Linked DNA regions of Zea mays: region 1 is linked to region 2. The links are chromatin contacts, called in public Hi-C maps. All regions are on one chromosome and are shown on one strand. The core of a region is the stretch at or near the end of the contact, and the rest is flanking DNA. Distances in the headings are between cores, read along the strand shown. Region 1 holds the start of LOC100280166 (Gamma-tubulin complex component 3). Region 2 holds the start of LOC111589762 (putative cyclin-dependent kinase F-2).

The links. Hi-C and Micro-C count contacts between places; a contact is called where the count stands out from the background.
Region 1: a contact with region 2 is called in a Hi-C map of ear, with 2.3 times the contacts expected there. The contact joins the promoter of LOC100280166 here to the promoter of LOC111589762 in region 2. A contact is called at or near these places in 2 of 25 Hi-C or Micro-C datasets (ear and tassel).

Annotation. Positions count from the first base shown.
Region 1 is chr7:128,660,079-128,667,295 of Zm-B73-REFERENCE-NAM-5.0, forward strand. It overlaps LOC100280166 (Gamma-tubulin complex component 3), which reads left to right and starts at 4,712. Exons shown (of 2, transcript NM_001153098.1): 1 at 4,712-6,238; 2 at 6,347-6,865. The coding sequence starts at 4,944. The coding sequence ends at 6,596.
Region 2 is chr7:128,324,818-128,331,835 of Zm-B73-REFERENCE-NAM-5.0, forward strand. LOC111589762 (putative cyclin-dependent kinase F-2) reads left to right here and starts at 3,767. Exons shown (of 1, transcript XM_023300658.2): 1 at 3,767-4,320. The coding sequence starts at 3,795. The coding sequence ends at 4,250. LOC100278733 (AAA-ATPase) reads left to right here and starts at 1,235. Exons shown (of 1, transcript NM_001151913.2): 1 at 1,235-3,026. The coding sequence starts at 1,339. The coding sequence ends at 2,898. It overlaps LOC103632832 (a long non-coding RNA gene), which reads right to left. Exons shown (of 3, transcript XR_004851514.1): 3 at 6,276-6,511.

The sequences.
Region 1 (7,217 bases), core at 3,462-5,961, 340 kb after region 2:
CCGCTGGGGTCGACCTGCGCGCACACCGGCGATGAGGCCTCAACGACCGACTTGAGCTCCTCCTTGGGATGCCTGGAGTTTGCCCGTGACCTCAAAGGGTGGCGCTTGTGTCGGGATGGCGCAGAATTTGTCCCCGAAGGCCAACCTCCGCCACGAGTCACTGTAGGGCGTATGCGACATTATCGGTGCCCTCATCGTGGGTAAGATCACTCCCATGGAGTTCGCCTTGGTCTCCTATGTGCGCAGCATCATCAGAATCATAGGTTACCGACCTATAGCGTGGGTCGGGAAATCCGACCATGCCGCCACCGTTGACTTGTGGGCGGCGGCGTTGGTGCTGTCAGAGGAAGAAGGTGAACCTAGGGCCGTTTGATCCACTGGTGGCGATAGGATTAGATCTGGGGGTGTGTCATCGTTTGCCATTGATGCTAATATGGTCGGCCACGATTATATCCTGGCATACCGATTCGGTATGTGGGTACTGGCCATCCGGTGGGGATCGGAGGAACGTAGTTCGATCCCGCGTGAGTTAAATCTGGACCGCTGGTCGCTAATCCGTTGGTAGAAATCACACACCGGTTGGGTTAAAGTGTAGATCTAATCCGCGCCACTGATTTTGGATCGGGTGGCTGGGGTAAGCTGGTACCCGTTCACCGAGTACATTTTGCATTGGGAACCCCCTGGTTTCTAGTATTCAACCCATCGTCCTACTTTTACAGTAGCACCCTCGGAATTAAAATTTGGAATTGCAAATAGGTCCTTTGATTTTTCAAAAAGGTTCCTGGTGATTGATTTAGATATGTAGATCACACTAAAAACACCCTAAAACTTCTTTAGTTCGTAACTTTCTCATTTTAACTCCGATTTGATACATTCGAATTGCGTTAGGTTCGTAATAAAATTATCTACATTTTAGTAACCTTATTAATGTAACATGTTTTAAACGATTAATTTGTTAACCCTATGTTCATTAGATTAACTTTTCTAATTAAAGTTAAGGTAATGTCTTCAGTCCCTAGTTATAAAGTGACAAAAATATGTTTTCTAATCAAGTTATAACTTAGATTAAAATTAAATTAATCTTTTCTTGAGAATACATTTTCTCACATGATTCATTAATCAACATAGACACAGTTTTCATATTTGATCACATAAAACTTATGAAAACTGTAACTTCTTAACCATAACTCCGGTCTTAGCAGCTCTCGTAGCAGCGCGTAGAATATTTTTACGTTGTTTGTTCTTATTATTGGTGTGATGTTAATTTTGCCTATGCCATGTTTGTTTGTATTGCTACGAGTAGCAGCGAGGTTACGAGTCACTTGAAGACCAAGTTGGTGAAGTACCTGGGAATCTTGAGTCTAAGTCAAGTTGTAGCTTTGATCACTCCTTTTTACCTAATAATGTTTGTTGTTAATCACTGTGACAGGCTCAGGTTAATTTGACGGGACTTAATAGGTTTCTCTAGCATTGTTTATCCCCCACCTCACAAACAACTGAATTATTGGGTAGATTTGCTATTGCTCTACATGGTTTTGGGAATCTAATGTTTTATTATGATCATGTTCTAATTATGTTGTTGTTTAATTATTGTTCATGATAAGATCATATTGTTAATTGGAACATGGAGAACCACTCGAGAAAACAGTGCTACCACAAGGGTGGAATGGGACGCCCTTGGCCAAGTAATTAGGAAAGCTAGGGAGAGATTACCTTACCCGGGTAGGGGCAAGCGGGGAGGCGTCGCTGCAGAGTATAGGGAGGTCCTCGGGTCAAATTGTCTGTAAATCTTTTGGGACGTATAATTGCTAATAAAATTTTGACCAACTTTAAGATGAGATGCGTGAAGGATGATGTGATAAGTTCATGAGCGGTCTAAGCCGTCGTCGCCTAGTCAACTTTGGGTTGTTGGATCGTTGTCTTCGTATGATGTAAATATTTAACTATTTTGTACAGAACTCCACTATATAGTAAAGATCGTTCTATACCATGAGTCATCATATGTGGACTTTGTCCCAACACATTTGGTGATTATTTCATGACCGGGTTTTAGTGTCCCTAAAATCCGGGTGTGACACAACGTCTATAGGAAAATCGACGCCTATAAGAAAATTGTCCAAAATTATTGTGCTCAGGAGGGGGATCGAACCCGTGCGCTCTGGTAGAGGTAGTAGACGACAAGGGTTGTGCTCTGCTAGCCACTTAAGCCCAAACAAGTTTATGTCTAATAGTCAACATGTGTTATATATATATATGTAGACTGAGTTTTCAAAATAATAATAAAAATAATCATGTTAGGTTGGGCCGACACTACGGGCCGAGACAGTGGCCCAAGAATGGCACGCCTCTCGAGTCGGGCTAGCACGGGCCCCATTTTTAAAGTGTCGGGCCAGGCCACAACAATATTAAATGGGTCGTGTCTCGGGCCGGCTCGCTAGGCACGACCCATTTGGCCATCTATACCGACGCCTCCCTCCATGCCATCGTCACCCGCAAGCCCCGCACATCCCACGCTCCACGTACCGTCGCACAACCCACGCTCCTCATCTCCTCCGCGCCCGTGCTAAATGCCCACTATCATCCTCTTCCTCCACTTCGGCCCACACCTGCGCCTGCCCCCACGTGTTGCCACTACGTCCCCACCCCCTGCCCCGCCGCGACAGACCCCCCTTGGTACCCTCCCTCAACTTTGCCCTTCGCCTCCTCCTTGATGCCTGCGACTTCGCCAAGGATCTTGAGGGGCTCGTGGCCGACGTCGAGGCGCTCAAGACTCCATCTAGGCCCACGATGCGTTGTCTTGTCCGTACGCGCGCTACTTCCACGAGGTGGGCGGGGAGCTGATGCGCAGCCTGATCTAGGTCAACATCGAGGGGCGTCATGCGGGTCACACACGCTGTGCTACCAGACATGGTCGAGACTCGAGAGGAAGTGCGACGCCATTGCCAACATCGGCTCCAGTGCCACCTTTAACGTGTCTTCCTATTTGCCCTATTCTGTCTACGCCGCCACCAAAGCCACAATACTAAGGGTCTGTTTGGTTGGGCTGTGTATGTGAAAAAAGTTGTTGTGGGCTGTGAGCTGTGGAAAAGGTAGCTGTAAGCTGTAAGCTGTAAGCTGTTAAAAAGCTAAAAGCCGTTTGGTGGAAACTACTAAAAGTCGTTAAAAATTCTTCGACATATGTTTTCACAGTTCCATCCGAAAAGCCACTAAAAGCAGGTCCAGGGGTGCTTTCAGATTTGCACTACGAGAAAGTCGGCTTTTAGAAAAAACTGTTTTCTGAATCCAGCCCTTTGGTTGGATTTTGGCTTTTAGGAGGACAAAAGCCAAAGTCAAAAGTCAAACCAAACACACCCTAATAAATGTTTTCCTCGCATCTCTCTAGCTAAATCGATAAGGACCTGTTCATTTGAGCCGGAATTCACCCTAAGATTGATCCAATTGATCAAACCCTATATAAATTAGACAAAAAATCTGGCTAAGAATGGTTACAGATGACCATTTCTTAGGAACCGAACATGCCCTAAAGGTATAGGTTGGTATATCGTAAAATCAGAAAAAGCTACATATATTCTACCACGGCTACATATTTTAAGGACATAAAACCTATGTGTCCTAACAATATATAGAACATTAATGCGCAATTTCATTACTATAGATCCACTTCACAAGGAAATTAGAAGGATTCAAACACCATACTTGATAAAACTTTGTTGAGCTCGTCCTTTGGACATGTATGCCCCTAAATTTACAATAAATTAGTAAAGCAAGGTGTTATATTGGTATATTGTTTGAAATCTTGTCTCGGTTTATCCTACACCAGTCATGCCACACGGACGCTTTACGACGAGCCAAGCGGCTTGTAACCATTTTTTTCCTGTCACTCAGAACTAGCTATCGGCCTACCGCACCCGCAAAATTTCCCAAACCCCGCACACAATTGCCGGAACCCTAGCTCCACTCCATCCTCCCAGCCCGCACCAATGACGGACCAACAAACCCAGGATCTCGTCAAGGAGCTCGTCCACCGCCTCCTCTCCGCCGCCGAATCCGGCGGGCGCGGCGGCGGGCGCGACACGGGCGGTGCGCTGCGGTTCGCGCACCGAATCCTCTCCAGCCGCCTCGCCCCCGCGGTCCTCCCCGATGAGCACGCGCTCGCGGAGTCCATCAAGCGCCGCCTCGCCGCCTCGGGCCGCCCCGATGATGCGCTCTCATTCGCTGACCTCCACTCCAAGCTCTCCGTCCGTGCCCGCCCAGCGTCGCTGTGGCCGCTCCTCTACCTGCTCGACTCTCTCTCCTCGCAGTACCGCGCCGCCGCCGCGGCTTCGTGCCTCCCAAACCTTCCCATCGCCGCCCTACCGCAGAATGCCACCTCGGGGACGGCGCCGGGCGCCGGTGTCAGGCCGGGTTCGCGGACGCACGGGGCGCCGCCGGGCGGCCTGGTGCTGGTCTCCAAGGATCCGGACAACATCCGCGAGATCGCGCTGCGTGAGTACACCGAGCTGGTGATCGACGAGACGGAGGTGTCGGAGGCCGCGCTTGTGCGGGACGTGCTGTACGCGTGCCAGGGCATCGACGGCCGCTACGTGCGCTATGACAAGTCCGTGGACTCCTACGACCTTCCAGACGGTGTTCGAGTGCCGCGATCCACGCGCACCCTCGTTCGCAAGCTATGCGAGCTTGGCTGGCTGTTCAGCAAGGTGCGGGGCTTCATTTCTGACAACATAAGCCGCTCGCCCTCAGATGCTGCCACTGAGGTGGGCACTGTTACCCAGGCATTCTGCTCGGCGCTCCAGGAGGAGCTGTCTGATTATTATAAGCTGCTGGCTGTTCTGGAATCGTACTCATTGAATCCAATTCCCACACCTGGATCTGATTCAGGTGTGTCCAGTAATTACCTCTCACTGCGCCGTCTTGCAGTGTGGCTTGCTGAGCCTGCAGTGAGAATGCGCCTAATGGCTGTTCTGGTTGATGGATGCCGGGGACTGAGGGGTGGTGCTATGGCTGGTGTGATCCATGGGCACGCACAACACGGAGATCCTATGTTTCAGGAGTTTATGGGCCGATTACTGCGCCGGGTGTGCTCGCCGTTGTTTGAGATGGTCAGGAGCTGGGTGCTAGAAGGGGAATTGGAGGATGTATTTGCAGAGTTTTTTATCGTTGGGCAGCCAGTGAAAGCAGAATCTTTGTGGCGGGAGGGCTACCTTATTCAATCTGATATGCTTCCAGCTTTCATATCTCCAGTGCTCGCAAAACGGATTCTTAGAACTGGCAAGTCAATCAACTTTCTTAGAGTATGCTGTGACGATAGTGGCTGGGCTGATGCTGCTGCCGAGGCTGCTGCATATGTTGGCACTACAACATCTCGGGGTGGCCTTGGTTATGGGGAGACTGATGCTTTGGAGGCATTGGTGGTTGAGGCAGCCAAGAGGATTGATCGACATTTGATGGATGTCATTCATAAGCGGTACCGATTTAAGGACCACTGCCTTGCTATTAAGCGTTACTTGCTTCTTGGGCAGGGTGATTTTGTCCAGTATCTTATGGACGTTGTTGGCCCCGAGTTATCAGAGCCAGCAAATAGGATTAGCTCCTTCCAATTGGCTGGCTTGCTTGAGACTGCAATCCGAGCATCCAATGCACAATATGATGACTGTGATATCTTGGACCGGATAAAGGTAAAGATGATGGATCATGGGGATGGTGATCGTGGCTGGGATGTCTTCTCTTTGGAGTATGATGCTAGGGTCCCCCTGGACACTGTGTTCACAGCTTCAGTTATGAAGATGTATCTCAAGGTTTTCAACTTCTTGTGGAAGCTCAAACGCGTAGATCACTCCCTTACCGGAGTGTGGAAGACTATGAAACCTAACTGCATTGTTTCTTCTCCATTTTACAAGGAAGGAACAAGCATCAGAGCTCAATTTGTATCAGTTCTTCGTAAATGTCAAGTTCTATTCAATGAGATGAATCACTTTGTGACCAATTTCCAATACTACATTATGTTTGAGGTCCTGGAGGTTTCGTGGGCCCGTTTTTCTGATGAAATGGATGCAGCAAAGGATTTAGATGACCTTCTCTTAGCACACGATAAATATCTCAACTCGATACTGGAGAAGGCCCTGCTTGGTGAACATTCCCAAGGACTTTTGAGGAATCTGTTTGAACTGTTTGACATTATTTTACAGTTTCGAAGCCATGCTGATCGATGGTTTGAAAGGATATATGAGTTGCAGCTAAGGTTAGATTATTGCAGAATCAGATATTGTGATTCCATCTTTACTTTAAAGCTTATCTCATACCTACTGTTTGATTTACATTTTACTCCAATGTTTCATTTTTATTGCAGGGGAAAGGGTAAATCAAAATCAAAGGATACAGGTTCATGGTTTGATGGCGGCAGAAAAGCTATGATCCAACTAGCTGGAGAACTTTTCTGGAAAATGGGTGAAGACCTGGATAGCATCGCAAAGGATTATACAGCTTCTCTTGATGCTTTTATTACGCAGCTGCCCATGCAACAGCACGTCGATTTGAAGTTCCTTCTCTTCCGCCTTGACTTCACTGAATATTACAGTCGTGTTTCCTCCAACAAATGAATGTGAGCCGCTTATGTGAAAAACTAGGAGTTAGATTGATCGTTTGGTTGGGACTTGGAAAGCATTATTTTTATACCATATCCCATTAATTGATCTTGGTCGCTTGATTGGCAATGGTCACTTCCATTTTCCTTGCACCTCCTGTAGAAGAGGATCTGAATACCCTTTTACTGAGGATTGCCAATGCTACAATCTGGTGATTCTGTCAGCTGTTTGCATGCTGATGCTTATGTGCCGATTCAACGAGGCTAAAGCCACGCATTTCATGCAACTCTGTACACAATTGTAAGTTTGTTTTGATCTTGATTTTCATGGATGTTCTGGTGTAAATTTAATATTTATTTTTTCTCTATTAATTTCTTGAGAATTAAAGCTGGAGGTCTTGAAGATTTGTCCTTAACAGTTTGTATTGTCAGTTTTACAAGAGCAGATAACTCATTACATTGTTTTGATCTTGAAGTTTGGTTTAGAAATGTAATGTAAATAGCAACGGTAATGATTTACACTCGAGTATCGGTAATAATAAGCTAAAATAGAACAATATTAATTTTTAGTGTGGTATCCGATTACGGTAACGTTATCAGTTATCTATCACCAGTTATCTCTCACGTTACAAATACA
Region 2 (7,018 bases), core at 2,517-5,016:
TCCGGGTACTGTCCTGTGTGGTTATTATGTATGCGAATGGTGTCGTGTCACCTTCCATTACATGGTCAATCGTGAGGATGTAAGTTCGCTATCATTGTCTATGTTGCAATTTTCATGTTATATTGTTGCTCATCACATTACTCTTAGCACTGCTTGGTTTTTGCTTTCATTGCAGGTTCCTAAATCCAAGATCAATGCTGAATGGTTAGAAAGAGATATGGTTTCCGTCGGTGTGGCTAAGGTTGTAAAAGACTTGCTTTACTTTATGCGTCGTGAAGTTCTTCATCAACAAGGGCTATTCTACAATACAAATGGAAATTTACAAGACTTCCCAGAACTAAGTTTGTACACGTTATCACACAGTGTTTAGATCTTTAGTTAGGAACTTTAGATGTTTAGTTGTCTATGGAACTTTGAGATGTTGAGTTGTTATGCAACTTGATATGTGTATAAATCTGTGTATGATGGAACTTGATATGTGGATGAATCTGTGTATGGAAATGGTTATGGAACTTGATATGTATAAATCTGTGTATGGAATCTGTGTATGATGAATCTGTGTATGGAATCTGTGTTTGAATCTGTTATTAATTCTGTATATGAATCTGGAATCTGAATATGAATCTGGATTCTGTATATTGAAATACAGTCGGACTTATATTTAAAACCGCCTGTGATGTGTGGCTAACACAAGCGGCTAGGATTAGAAACCGCTTGTGATGTGTGTCTATCACATGCGGTTCCTTTAAACTGGACTGCCTGTAATGTGTATCTATCACAAGCGGTTTTTGATTGACCGCCTATGATGTTGTTTTACATCACAGGCGGTGCACCACAAGCGCTTCTTGGAACCGCCTGTGTAGAGGCTAACCGGACCGCCTGTACATAGGTTTACTGTAGTAGTGCTAATTGTTGCTAACTAATTATTTGTTAGCTAATTATTAACCACTGACAAATAATTAGACAGGAGGATCCCAACAGGACCATAATTGTGATGATAATATGTCATCACATTCTTAGACATAGAGGCTAAGAGCCTAAGACTGACGTTGTTGTGTCATCGTCAAACACTATACTTATCCATGATATCTACTACCTTTTGGAGCATGCATGCAAGCATATATTCAAGCGCATTGTGTGTACCTTTTTTCCTCCTCCCTTTCCTTCCAGCGGACTTTGCCTCCATATATAACTAGTAACTAGATGCCATGGTCAATCACCAAACTGCATTACACCACGATACACTCCACTACACCCTCTCGAGCAACACCAGGAACCATACCAAATCCCAAGTAGAGAAGAGCAAGGGCTGCAGCTGGCAAGAAGCTTTGCTCAGAAATGGAGTTCCTGTCGCAGATGTGGTCGCTCCTGGGCCTGCTCACCATCCTGCAGAACGTCCTCCCCACGCAGCTGCTCTCCTTGCTGCACTCGCTGTGGCAGTCGCTCCAAGACTCTCTCACGCCCTACTCCTACTTCGACGTGCCCGAGTTCCTCGGCTCTGCGGCCGTCGAGCCCAACGCGCTCTACCGCCACATCCAGCTCTACCTCCACCGCTCCCTCCTCCTCTCCTCGCCTCCGCCGCCACGCCTCACGCTCTCGCTGCCGCGCTCCTCCGCCGGCTCCGGCGGCCACGCCCACGGCGCTGCGCCATCCCCGCCGTCGGTGTCGCTCTCCCCAAACCACTCGGTCGCGGACACCTTCAACGGCCACCGCGCCGTGTGGACGCACCACGCCGACACGCTCCAGGACTCGCTCGAGGAGCGCCGGTCCTTCTCGTTGCGCCTCCCGAAGCGGCACGCCGCGGCGGTGCTCCCGGCGTACCTCGCGCACCTGGCCGACGCGGCGGACCACCTGGAGCGCTCGTCGCGGGCGCGGAGGCTGCACACGAACGCGGCGTCCCCGCGTGGCGCCGCGGCGTGGGCGTCGGTGCCGTTCTGCCACCCGGCCACCTTCGACACGCTCGCGCTCGACCCGGGACTCAAGGCGCGCCTCCTTGCCGACCTCACGGCCTTCTCCCAAGGGAGGGAGTTCTACCGCCGGACAGGCAGGCCGTGGAAGCGCGGCTACCTCTTGCACGGCCCGCCCGGCTCGGGAAAGTCTTCGCTCATCGCGGCCATGGCGAACCACCTCCGCTACGACGTGTTCGACCTCGAGCTCACCCGTGTGGCCACCAACGCGGACCTCCGCGCGCTCCTAATCCAGACCACCAACCGGTCGCTCATTGTCATCGAGGACATCGACTGCTCCCTCCACCTCACTGGCGACCGAGGCCTAGCCTCCGAGAGGCTGCACAAGAGACGCAAGCTCCACGCCGCTTCCTACAACGACGACTCATCCGACTCGGACGACGACGCCGGTGCCAATGGCGACGACAACCACCGGGGCAAGGTGACGCTGTCCGGCCTCCTCAACTTCACTGACGGCCTGTGGTCGTGCTGCGGCGAGGAGCGCATCATAGTGTTCACGACGAACCACGTGGACGGCATCGACCCCGCGTTGCTTCGCCCGGGGAGGATGGACGTCCACGTGCGCCTCGACGCGTGCGGCACGCACGCCATGCGCGAGCTGGTGCAGCGCTACGTCGGCGTTGGCGACCATGAGATGGTCGACGCCGCTGAGGACTCCATCAGGGGCGGCGCCGAGATGACGCCGGCCGAGGTCGGAGAGGTGCTTCTTAGGAACAGAGACGAACCGGAGGCGGCGGTGACAGAGCTCGCCGCCGAGCTGAAAGCGAGGAGAAGCGCGGCTGACAATATCCATGAGTGGGACGACTCCGCGGCGGAGCTCTCCGACGGGTCGCCGACCAAGAAGGGGAGGAAGGGGTTGGGATGGGAGGGCAAGATCAGGATCCTGGGAAGGCTGAGAAGCCTCACCAAGTCGGAGTCGGGCCGCCGATGAGTTAGTTTGACTTTGTTTTAGGTCAGGTCTTCGTCCGATCCGCATTTCTGTTTACATCGGAGGGTTATCAGCAAATTAATCAGACGGTCGAGCAGTCGTTGGACGCCCCCCGCGGATCTATTTAAGTCACGTGAACGGTGCCTCGGTCTCCGTTGTCGCCGACGACGCCAAGCGATCAGTTCCTTCCTTCCACCCGCCGGGGCACGGTGCATGACGGGTGACGAGCTCATCGCGTCGGAAACGACCATGGACGCTACACGGCTCGCCGCAGCCTGCGCCAAGATTGACGAGTACGCTGCCGTGGGAGCACCCATGAGCGGCGCCAAAATCGCGGCCATCTGCGCTATAATCGAAGACGGCGCCACCGCTCGCAAGCACCGCAGGAAAAAGAGGAGGAGGAGGCTGTGCGTGGACAGCACCCGCAGCTACAAGCAGATAGGCGAGGTCGGCATTGGTAATTTCGGCGCCGTCATCCTGGCACGCCACCGCAAGACCGGTCAGGCCGTAGCCATAAAGACATTCCGAGGGCGAGACGGCAAGAAATCCCCCGACGTCGGCGAGGTGCTGCGGGAGGCCTGCTTCCTGGCGGCCTCCGCCGGCCACCCCAACCTCGTCGGACTCCACACCGTGGCACGCAGGCCGGGCACCAAGGAGTACTTCGTCGTTATGGAATTCGTCGGGCCGAGCCTGCGCCACGCCCTGAATAAGCACCTGCGTATCCACGACGCCCCGTTCCCTGAAGCCGATGTGCGTCGGATCATGAGGCATATCCTAACCGGTGCCCAGGCGATGCACTCGCTCTGCATCGTCCACCGTGACACAAAGCCCGTAAACATCCTCGTCAAAGAGGACGGCAGGGTCGTGAAGATCTGCGACTACGGGCTGGCGATGTAGTGATGTACACGGCCAAGTCCGGACCACCATACCGGGTAGGCACGGGAGCCTACATGGCACCGGAGGTGCTGATGTGTAGATCCGACTACGACGAGCGCGTGGACCTGTGGTCCATCGGCTGCGTCATGGCGGAGCTGCTCTCCGGCAAGGTGTTGTTCAAGGTGGAGAACGGCGTGCGACAGATCGACAAGATCTTCGACTTGCTCGGCGCACCGGCCGAGGAAACGTTCGAGACATTCATGTCGCCGTTCATGTGCGGCAAGGTGCTGCGACGGCGAGCCCGGCTGCCACCACCGCGCCGCGACAGTCGACTGCGCGAGCTCTTACCCAGTGATGTGCTGTCAGAGGATGGATACGGTGTCTTGAAGGGGCTCCTGACGTGTAACCCTAAGGAGAGGCTCACGGCCGCCACGGCTCTCCAACTCCCGTGGTTCATTGGCACCGCTGGTGTCCCGTAGAGATGGCAATTCTTCCATTAGACGATGAGTGGAAAAGTTTGTAAACGGTGAAAGGGCAATTCTTCCATTAGACGATGAGTGGAAAAGTTTGTCAATGGTGAAAAATTCTCTCGTAATTACATTGTCAAAATATTACTCATGTACAAATATGTTTAGTTTAATGTACACATAGGAAGGACTCGAAATGATTTCACAAAAGCATTTGGCGCTACCAACATACCATGCAAATGTGTTGACGCTCCGGTGGAGCGTGTAAAACAATATGTTGCACTATAAATTATATAGTTCGTAGAGTGAAATTTAAAATAAGTGCTATAGAAAATCTGCTGGCAGAGTGAAGTTTAAAATAAGTGCTATTGAGAATTTGCTGGAGATAACCCATATGCTATTTCGAAATCTCCTGCAAGACCATCACCAAACGTCACATGGTTGCCCCTATAGATGGCCAAAAAGCACGAGGCCCGTGAGCCCGGCACGAAGCCCGCTTTTTTGGCCCGGTCCGAGCCCGGCACGGTAGAATAAGCGGGCGGGCTTGGACAGTAAACTAGGCACGGCGGGCTAGCCCGGCACGGCCCGTTTACCTCTAAGCCCGTTAAGCCCGTTTTTTTACACTAAAACATGTTTACCGGCCCGTTTAGCCCACTTTTCGGCCCGTTTTTTCGTGCTAAACGGGCCGGCTCGGCCCGTTTAGGCCCGATGCGGACCAGACTTGGACAGAAAATTAAGCCTGCTGGCTCAGCAGGCCCAGTCCGGTTTTTGGTCGGGCTTCACCGGGCCCGGACCGGGCTGGGCCGGGCGGCCCGTTTGGCCATCTCTAGTTGCCCCGCCATTTTTAATTTAAAATATCGAAGGTTTCTCGGCTTTACTTAGGCACAGTATGTCTATACTGCTTAGAGAACTAGACCGGCTGTTTAAAAAGTATTTTTTGAGGTTTAGAAAAAATACTAGCTCCATTTCTTTTTATTTGACGCTCAACTGTACAACTTTACACTAAAAACGTCAAATTGAAAAAAAAAATGGAGGGAGTAGTATGGTTTTGTGACATACTTCAGTTTTATAGTGTCATGAAGTGTTCGAACGTAATAAATGGTTTTAAAATTGTTTCATAGTTGAAAAACGGGGTGAACCAGCTAGTAAAACTGAAAAGACGACTCAAGTAATGAGACAAGATTCACACTCAAGCACTGACTATCCACCCCAAGCCCTAAGACTATTCGCAGCGGTTCCTTCTAAATTTCTCCTCTTAGGTTGTGCGCAACGCAACCCCCTCGACATCCCCCTCCCCTTGCATGGCGGCTGTAGGGGGCATCCTACGGCCGCAGCGGTGCCCCCTACAGCACCCCCTACGTGTCGGTCTCCTTCTCTCTCCCTCCAGATCTAGCGTGTCCCTGTTCATCACCCTAAACACTGTGCTGTGGGTCCACGAGTAATTGTTAGTAAATAAAAAATTGATAGTTGATATAGAAAATGATATTTTATAGTTGTAGTGGGGTATAGAGGAGTACTTAGGGGGAACCGCTGCGGGAGATGAAAAAATAGGAGGAAAAATAGGGGAAAAAGTGATATAGAGGAAAAAATTTAGGGGTAACGGTTGCGGATAGCCTTATATCACTTTTTTGGATCACATCATCAACAGTTTATCCCCTACCTTTTCATCTCCCACCTTTTCATCTCCCGCAGTAGTTCCCCTTAAATACTCCCCTTATACCTCACAACTATAAAATATCATTTTCTATATCTACTATTAATTTTTTATCTACTAACAATTACTTGTGAACCCACAGCACAGTGTCGTAGGAGATGAACAGTAAACCGCTGGATTAAGGGAAGGAGAGAAGAGAGCCGGCGCCTAGAGTGGCGTGTAGGAGACAGCGCTGCGGGGTCGGAGGAGGGAGCTGTAGCCGCTACGAAGGGGAGGTGGCTGCTCAACGCTCTCCGCTGCGGCCAGCCTAAGGTATTGCCTTGTGATAGGTGTGCAGATTTCATACATATAGCTTAGCTATTGTTTCCCGGCCACAGCACCACTTGTGTAAATTCTTATACTAGTAATTTAACCCTGATTTACCAGGGTAAATCAAACATGTATGTAGATAACCAATTATCATTACTTCTATATAACTCAGTTTACTAATTGAATACAAAAACCACTAATGGTCCAGAACCATAATTAGACGGGCAAAGTTTCCAATTGACAAACTGTCGAGTTGACGAACATGCGCAGAAAGGGCACCATCTTTAGATTAATATGGTTGAGCAAAGAACTGCAAGCATCAGTGCATCACCGACGGAACAAATTAGAGAAGAAACAAAAAACAGACTTAGATGTAAAACAAAAAAAGTAGCAGCATTTCAGCAGATTATGACAGTCTTAAAGGATAAAATAAGCAGTTATGCTCATGAATAAATTCAGAAGTCACAATAAGATTGAAAGAACAAAGAAAACACATAGCTTGATTATTTAGACAAATATATTGAGATGTGTGCTATGAAAAGCTAATCAGAAAACATGAAAAATGAAGTACTAATTATCCTACTTTTACTGCACAGACTTGTACAACATATTGTTACATTAACCGAACTGGTCAAGCTCCAAATTTCAATGTTCCACATTCTCGCCTTCTATGTACATTGATAGGCCAACGAATTATGAAACATGATTATCACTTCAAAAAAATCCATATGATGCTCTAGTCTCTAGTCACCTCGGAGCTAAAATTATAGGTATACATATCTTCATGATTTCATTAAGTATAATCACTCCTAAACAA